2 separate regions of the Mus musculus genome follow, and region 1 is linked to region 2. A link is a contact called in public Hi-C data. All regions are on one chromosome and are shown on one strand. The core of a region is the stretch at or near the end of the contact, and the rest is flanking DNA. Distances in the headings are between cores, read along the strand shown. Region 1 holds the start of Arl14 (ADP-ribosylation factor-like 14). Region 2 has its middle 45 kb from the start of Arl14.

Region 1 (3,949 bases), core at 1,093-3,592, 45 kb before region 2:
CCACCTTGTTCAGCCTCAACACTCACATCTGTAAACTGAAATAACAATGCCCTTTTTCCCCCCTCAGAGCAGTTGTAGACTCTAAGTGAGAAGATCCGGGAATCTGTTTATCCTAAAGACTACTCTACACAGTTTCAACCCAAAAGTCACCATCATTACGTGTCTTCTTTACACGGGTCACACTATGAAGCTCAGAAGGGTCTTCGCTGAGCCAATTATAGCTACAAGGAGAAAGAAAAATGTAAAAGCAATCTGAGGGCCTTCACCCTTGACTTGTTTCATTTTTTACATATACGTAAGTGTGTACCACGTACATGCTGGTGCCTAGAAAAGGGTGTCAGATCTTCTGGAACTGGAATGACATGCAATTAATTGTGAGGCACGCAAGCCTAGTCAGGAACCCATCCCAAGTGTGCTGGAAAGGCAGCAAGGCCTCTTCACAGTGGAGCCGTCTCTCCAGCCCCACACTAAACTCATTACACCTTTATTTTCCCCTGTCACCTTCAGGTTTAGAGCTACCGGGGCTGCTGTGGAGCTCAGTGACTTTATTCTACACCGCGGGAGGCTGGCAGGAAGGAAGAAGAGGAAAGTGTTAGTTACAGGGCATCTCTGCAGCTCTGCTCCTCTCCTGGACATTCCAGCTCCATCCTCAACTCCTTTGCTGCTCTCCCGCCCCTCTACCCCGTCTCTTGGTCATGATGGCTTTGGAGGTTCATCTAACCAGGGGAAATTTTCTTGACTACTGTACACCTGTGTGGGGTCTTCTCCCTTCAATTCCATCTCTCCTAAGAAGTGTTTCCTGTTTCCCTGGGTGTCTCTCACAAGATAACCGCGGCTGTGCTCCGGGTGCCAGCTTCGTGTCACTTCACCCAGTGAACCGCAAGGTCTCTGAGAACAAAGTCTGGCCTGGCTTCCTGCTTGGTCGGTACCAAGCAGACCTGTGTTCCTGGGTAATGGGGCTGCTGAGCGGAGTTCCGCTGAAGCTGGTCTTGGGGCTGCAGCTGAAAGTGGAACACTAAACTCAGAGGTCACCCTGCAGGACAATGCTTCCTCTAGGCCACTGATCTGAAGGTCTTTGTTTAAGGCAGGGAGGGGTGTGTGTGTGTGTGTTTCAATACACATTGTATGAAATGCTCAAAGAATTCACTAAAAAAATATATTTTTTAAAAAAGATAAAGGAAGTTACAAACAATAGATGTCAAAAAGCTGATAGCATTTGTGTGTCTGTTTACAAAACAAAGATTTTCAAAACGTTAACATCCACAATTTAAGCTTCTTTTTGTTATTTTCTCACTATTCAATTACTACCTAAGGACAGGGTAGAAATTCAATGCCAGTAACATCTGGGAACTATATGAAAAAAATCCTGACTATATAAGCAGACAGCTATTTAAACTTTAGTGGTCATACAAAATTAGTTAACATTTATCTGACTCTAAATAGGACTTTCAAATCATCCAACACGTTAACCTTTACAAAATATAATTTCTTCCGTTTCAATGACCATTACCCCATAGTTTGCTTAGAAAGTTCCTTCTTTAGCTGAGCAGGGTGGAAACCACCCCCAAAAGTTTGCCGACTCAGCAACTTACTTTTCTTTTTGTTCCCCCACTTTACATGGGAAATAAAACAGATTTCCCATTTCCACTTCATCATTGTCTCATTTCTGCTTGAAGATTGCTAAGGTCTCTCTTGTCCTTCGGTAGCTTTTCAGAAACTCGGTTAATTTCCTGAACCCGTCATCCAGCCCTTCTCCAGTGACCGCACAGCAGGGTTGCACATACCAGTTCCGGTTGCTGCACAGCTTCTTCACCTTGAACATCCTGGTGATGTCTTCGGCGCTCAGAGCTCCCGGCAAGTCCTGTTTGTTGGCCAGTATGACGACCGGTGTGTTTTTGATGTGCTCGTTCTTCAAAATGTGTTTGAACTCTTTGCGAGAGTCTTCCAGTCGCTTTTTGCCTTCGGAACAGTCCACCACGTACATCAGCCCTTGAGCGTTCTCACAGTAGCAGTCCCAGACTGTTCGCATCTTCTCCTGTCCTCCAACATCCCACACGGTGAGTGTGAGACTGCTCTGCAGCTGGACCATTTCCACGTTGAAGCCGATGGTTGGGATGGTTGAGAGAGTCTCAGCAAACTTTAACCGGTAAAGCAGAGTAGATTTCCCAGCTGAGTCAAGTCCGAGGAGAAGAATGTGGGCTTGCTTGCTTTGGGGGTTTTTAGAATTCAGCAGACCCATTTTAGGCTTTTTCTTCCTTAAAGATCGTTTCTTTTGGCCCGAAACAATGCGTCCTTTCCAGGTCTTTCATGTAAACGTTTAGGAAAAGAGAGTAAAGTGCCACAGTGAACAGGTGCCTGTCTTCGTTTATATTGTAGCTTATCAACTTGATTATAGGCAAACAGTGTTTTATTTGCAGTCCCAGCCAATCCTGAAGACTCTGTGGGAGTAACCAGCATGTATCACAGTGGCTCAAAGGGGACATTCTTTGTGAGTGAGTAGGATTAGGAGTGGCTGGCTGCCGCAGCTTTCTGCAGTCTCTCAGGTCCAACAGTTTGGAGGAAATCAAAGAGTAAGGTGTGCACAGGAGCCCCATTGTAGAACCAACACAATCTTTTGTTTTAGCCAACTTTAAGTGAACTTTTTGTAGATCAGTCTTATCCAGCTGTTAATAAGTGTCAGGGTTGCCTAAAAGCTTGGAGAGTTTATCTCCCTCTTGGTATCTAAATGCTTCCTGATACCGGATTACTCAGTAGAAACTTTGAGCCCTTCTGGGTTATCGTAACCTTGGTCTCAGAAACAGAGCATCATTTATGAATCTTCCAGGCAGGGAACTTACACTACTGACAAGGCCAGATTTCCCCAGGTAATTTTTTTTTACCCACTTTTCAATAAAACAGACTGATCAAAGATGGCAACCTGAGTATACACAGATACTTATCTCATCTCTTTCCCAACACATCATGATAAGAGGAACAAAGTCATCAAAGAGTCCATCAGAGGGTGAGATTTTGACAAATATTCTAAAAGACAGAAAATAGGCCTATTGGGATAGAACTGAGGCTGGGGGTAGGGGAGGGGTGTGCTGGATTGGGAAGAGTGGAAAATAAATATATTCCCAAAACAAGAAGCAGATAATATAAAAAGGAACTCAGAAAATAAAGACAAACTCCTGAAAACATTTTTAAAAGTAGACATTTTAAAGCCAGGCACTTATGCATGCCTTTAATGTTAACACTCAGGAGGCAAAGGCAAGCAGATCTCTGTGAGTTCAAGGCTAGCCTGGTCTACAGATCAAGTTCCAGGACAGCCAGGGCTACACAGGGAAACATTTCAGGGGAGGAGCGAAGTGATTATTTTAAAAGCTCTATGACAGGTTAAAGGCAAACATTAAAGGAATGCATCAGAAGGCAGAGAATGAGAAACAAGAAGAGTCACCTGAGTCACACATCTCAATGACAAGTTCATTCCTCAAAAGGTAGAAAGCATGCCAGCAGAACACTGAAGAGGAATTTTAATCCAGCAACATGGCTGCTCTGGCAAGAGATCACGTCCAAAGACCCTCTAGGTCTGTGTGATTAAGTTGGATTGCAGTATGATCTGGCTGGAATATAGACAAGCCCTTAAAACACATCTTTAATCCCCAACAATGGTGATGAGATTAGTTTGCAGAAGGAAGCCCCTTTGTTTGAAGTGACATCTAATTGAGGGGTAGACAATGTGAGGAATGAGAGAAAGATTTGACAGAATGAGTCAGGGATTGGATACATGCAACTCACAAGAGAATAGACAGGAAAGGAAGGCAACTTAAGAGCAGAGCAGAGAAAGAAAGAGGTGTTGTGGTGAGGAGTGTGTGTGTGTGTGTGTGTGTGTGTGTGTGTGTGTGACCTATAGGGATAGGTAGCAAAAAGAACAAGATAGACACAGAACAAGCCAGAGAATGAGAAAGAG
Region 2 (4,106 bases), core at 641-3,140:
CAACAAGGCCACACATCCTCATAGTGCCACTTCCCATGGGCCAAACATATTCAAATCACTACAATATTTTATACTGGATTATAGTTTCTGCAGATTAGGCTTTTTAGTGGCTTCCTGTCGCATGAGGAGTACACTCTTCTAACAGTCCTGTATAAATGACCCCTATTGAAAGCTCATATCTTCCTCTTCTGGCTTTCACTTTCAACTCACCTCTTCACATTTAATATTCCTGCTCCTGCCTGAAGCACTAGCTACCCCAGGCTTCTTATGGCTCCCTTCCTTCACATCCACTTCTAAGAGGTTTCTCTAAAAGCTCCCAGCACTGTCTTTCATTCTACCTGTATTTCTTTCCATAGAGCTGTTATGGTTCGTCTTGATTGTCAGTTTGATTGGATGGAAAGATGCCCAGGAATTTAGTAAAGCACACCCTGGGAGAGAGACTGTGTCTTCAGAGACAGTTGGCGTGGGTACCATACTTCAGGGGATGGAAGACCCAGCATCCGTGTGGGTGGTATCATCCAATAGGCTGAAGGCTGATGGGACGGGAGTTGAGGAAGGACAGAGCTAGCTAGCATATGCAAGCTGTGTCCTTCCTGAGCGATGGATCAGCTGATGCTCTGCCACAAACTCAGCTGCTTTAACTCGAGACTGTAGCACTGGTGGTGTTTCTTCTGAGGCCCCCAGCTTGTTGAGATGAGCAACTCTCCTGCCTGCAGATGCCCACTGAGGGATCACTCTGCCTCTGATCATACAAGCGAATACAATAAACCTCCTTCTGTAATTATACACATATCCTTTCTATTCATTCTGCTCCCCTGGGGAACCCTAATTAATACAATAGCACTTATCAGTCTCTGAAATTGTATGTTTGCTGATTTGCTTTCTCATCTGTGAGCGCATACAGAACGCTTGAGCTTCGGGCTGCCTTGTTCACTGCTGTAATCCTGGTGCTTACAGCATTGTTTGGCACCGAGCATGTGATCAAAGGCATTTTCAATGAATGGAGAGAACGTCACTGGTGTGTTCTGAATGCTTTGGTATTTTGGTGGCATTTAAATGCTGACGACTCATGTGTTGGAATAAAGACCCCGGAAACCACAGTCCCGAACGCATTAGGCCACTGTGGGAAGGTGAGAAACAAAAGGACTAGGGAAAGGTTCCTGCCGTCCTTTCCAAATTTCTGAAAAACTTGTAGAAACTGTTAAATCTGCCCAAAGTTTACAAAATCAACTAGAGCCAGGGAGTGGAAAATATTTCATTCAGGAAAGTTACCCAGGCTTTCAAAATGACCCCTCACCCATGCTCAAGTAGGCAACAGTAATCAAACTCATTAAGAAAAGAACACACTGATGAATGCATGCACTCATGCACACTCATGCACATACATTATGAATGCATACACTCACACACTCATGCACACACACTGATGAATGCATGCATGCTTGCACACTCATATACATACATTCATGAATGCATGCACTCACACACACTCATGCACACACTCACACACACACACAATGCAGAAAGAAGAAGAGAATCCATGGGAGCAGGAGGACAAAAGGCAAATATAAAAATGTATTACATGCGTGTCTGAAAATGTCCAAAGTATTAAAAATAAGCTAATCATCAAGATAAATAATGCAGTATAATGCAAGATTCTGTTTGTTCCCCCGTGAGTCAGTTGCTTGATTTGTGGCACCAGGAAGAGATCAAAGAGAGGGTTATGGCAGCTGGATGGGTGTTCCTGTGATCTGTTGAGATCAGCCTCTGGGCTCGAGCTTTGTTCTGGGAGATGAACAATACTAAAGAACAAAACACCCATAAACCACAGAGCACAAACACATCTGCTTTGTGGCCAAGAAGGAAGGCGAACCGAGAGACAAGGGCATGTCACGATGGTGGGAACCACATGGTGGCATGACAGGCACCCAGGAGTGCACACTCTGCCACAGATCCCTGTAAAGAGGTCGAACCTGGCCTCTGTGTTTCTCTGGCGAAGACTGAGGCACACGCTGAGGCACATGGGTTACACACAGAACATAGAGGACAGCGTTACTGTCCCCTTCTTCAGATAAGGAATGCACCTTTCTCATAATTCTGAGACGATCTATGAGTCACGTGTGAGCCGAACCGTGAGGAAGGACTGCTGGGAGGAAAGCCATCTGTCACTGAGTGTTCTGGTGAGTTTGAACAGCAAGCAAAAGAAAACTAAGTGGATTGGGGGATGGGGGGACCTGTAAATCTAGTTTAGGTTTAGGTGATCCAATATGGAGAAGGTACGGAGGAAAGAATGAGAGGGCATGGAGCGAGGACGAGAACCTGAGGACCTCAGGAAGGCCCCGAGACCCGCCTGGTGTAAGGAGAGAACAGACCCTGCAGGCTATCTTCCGGCCTCCACCTGTGCACCGTACCCCAGCACCCACATTTCTAAATGTCATTTTTAAAATCTAAAGATTAGCTGGAAAACTAGAGTTACTGCTGTGAGTGGTGGAAGTGTCTCTACGTTTGAAAATTTAAGCAAGTGAGCAGAACGTTATGAGACCAAACTTCCACAGGCACACTGAGGTAAGAACCCCTAAATGTGACTTAGGGTGTGAATGAGACACATTTCAGGCTGCGAAGGAGGAGCCTAGCCACAGATTGTTCAGGTTGGAATTTCCAGTGATGCATACTAGGTGGCCTCCACAGTTAAAACCTTCAATCATTATAAAACCATCAATACCCTGCCGTGTCTTACTAAATAAATGAATTGTGTATTTGAGTCTTCCCTTATGACCTGTATCACACCGTTCTTTCAAGTCTGTGTCTCCTCTGGCATGCTTCCTGGGCCTTGTCCATGATGTTGACTTGGCTAGGCCGGCCAAATACCAGCCTCTGTCAAGGTTAAGCTCACGTTTCGGTTCCACCAAGAGCCTTTCTTAATTGCCTTTCTTTGAACTCCTAAAATACAATTTTTCAACTACATTCTGCCATGCATTGTTCACAATTGTCTCACACATATTAATGTTGGGGAGTAAACGGAAGACATTGACAGAGAAAGGGGGCTGAAGAGAGAGATGGCTCAGCTGTCAGGGCCCTTGCGCCAGTGTTTGGTTCCCAGCACCCACCATGCATGGCTCGTGACTCCCTGTACATCTAGCTCCAGGATAACCAACACTCTTTTCTGGCTTCTGCACACACACATACACACACACATATATACACATACATACACACACACATACATACATACACACACACACATATATACACACACATACACATCCATACACACATACACAAATAAAGAATACATTTCTAAATAAAGAGAAGAGAGAAAGTCAAGAGGAGATCCCCACTGTAGCTTCTGATTTGGGGGTGGGTATTGCTGGCCTTTCACTAGGGGCAGTGAAGCAGAGTGGTCCACAGAGACTCTGGCACAGGGAGGGAAGTTAGGCTGGCTGCAGTAAGCATCCGATTTCTGTGTCACTTGGTAGTATACCTTACTGTTCTGGTACCATGAGGGATGAGAGGCACACAGGGATGCGCCACAACGTGAAGCTTACTGTGTGTATTCTTGGGCCTCTCTCCTATCGTACTGAATCAGGGTATCTACAGTGGGACCCACAAATCGATTTTTAATATCACTCTAGGCAATTCAATCACATTGCAATATGTTAAATTGGTTAAATTATACTTACTTGGGGAGTGGGTTTTCACATGTGTTGCCATATGCATAAGAAGGCCAAAGGACAACTTGCATAAGTCACTTCTTACCTTCCACCTAGCGGGTGCCAGGCATCAAACTCAAGTCCTTAGGCTTGGCGGCAAGCACTAAGCTATCAGGCCAGCCCTTGGGTAATTATAAAAAAAAAAAAAAAAAACGACTTCTTTAGAGCATAGAAACCTTAAAAAACTCACTATGTGAAACAAACTCTCACAAATTACATACTCCTTTTCTTTTGAAAGGGGAGGTACTAATTGTGACATCCTATTTCTTGTGGGGACACTCACTATAATGAATACCACTTCTGGCTCAGGGCCACTAATTCAGAGGTTCTATTCTTGACAGAACAATGGGGAGTCTCCTGCCAGGGCCACCTGGTCTCACTGTGGCAATTAGCTGC

The links. A called contact is a pair of places that touch in the nucleus more often than the background predicts.
Region 1: a contact with region 2 is called in a Hi-C map of CD4 T cells, with 1.6 times the contacts expected there. The contact joins the promoter of Arl14 here to the enhancer-like site in region 2. A contact is called at or near these places in 1 of 39 promoter capture datasets (macrophages), 1 of 484 Hi-C or Micro-C datasets (CD4 T cells), 3 of 115 datasets of contacts at active chromatin or transcription factors (CD8 T cells, embryonic stem cells and pancreatic cancer cells) and 3 of 9 other capture datasets (adipose tissue, embryonic stem cells and liver).

What each region holds. Positions count from the first base shown.
Region 1 is chr3:69,220,812-69,224,760 of GRCm38.p6, reverse strand. Arl14 (ADP-ribosylation factor-like 14) reads right to left here and starts at 2,342. Exons shown (of 1, transcript NM_027843.1): 1 at 1,143-2,342. The coding sequence starts at 2,239. The coding sequence ends at 1,661.
Region 2 is chr3:69,175,390-69,179,495 of GRCm38.p6, reverse strand. No RefSeq gene overlaps it. Among named protein-coding and RNA genes, the nearest start is that of Arl14, 45 kb to the left of the region's middle. Within about 2 kb of position 1,890, at least 72 of the 459 cell types and tissues checked have an H3K27ac peak or open chromatin away from gene starts, as enhancers often do. A contact at or near this core is called in CD8 T cells and pancreatic cancer cells, where this site is marked.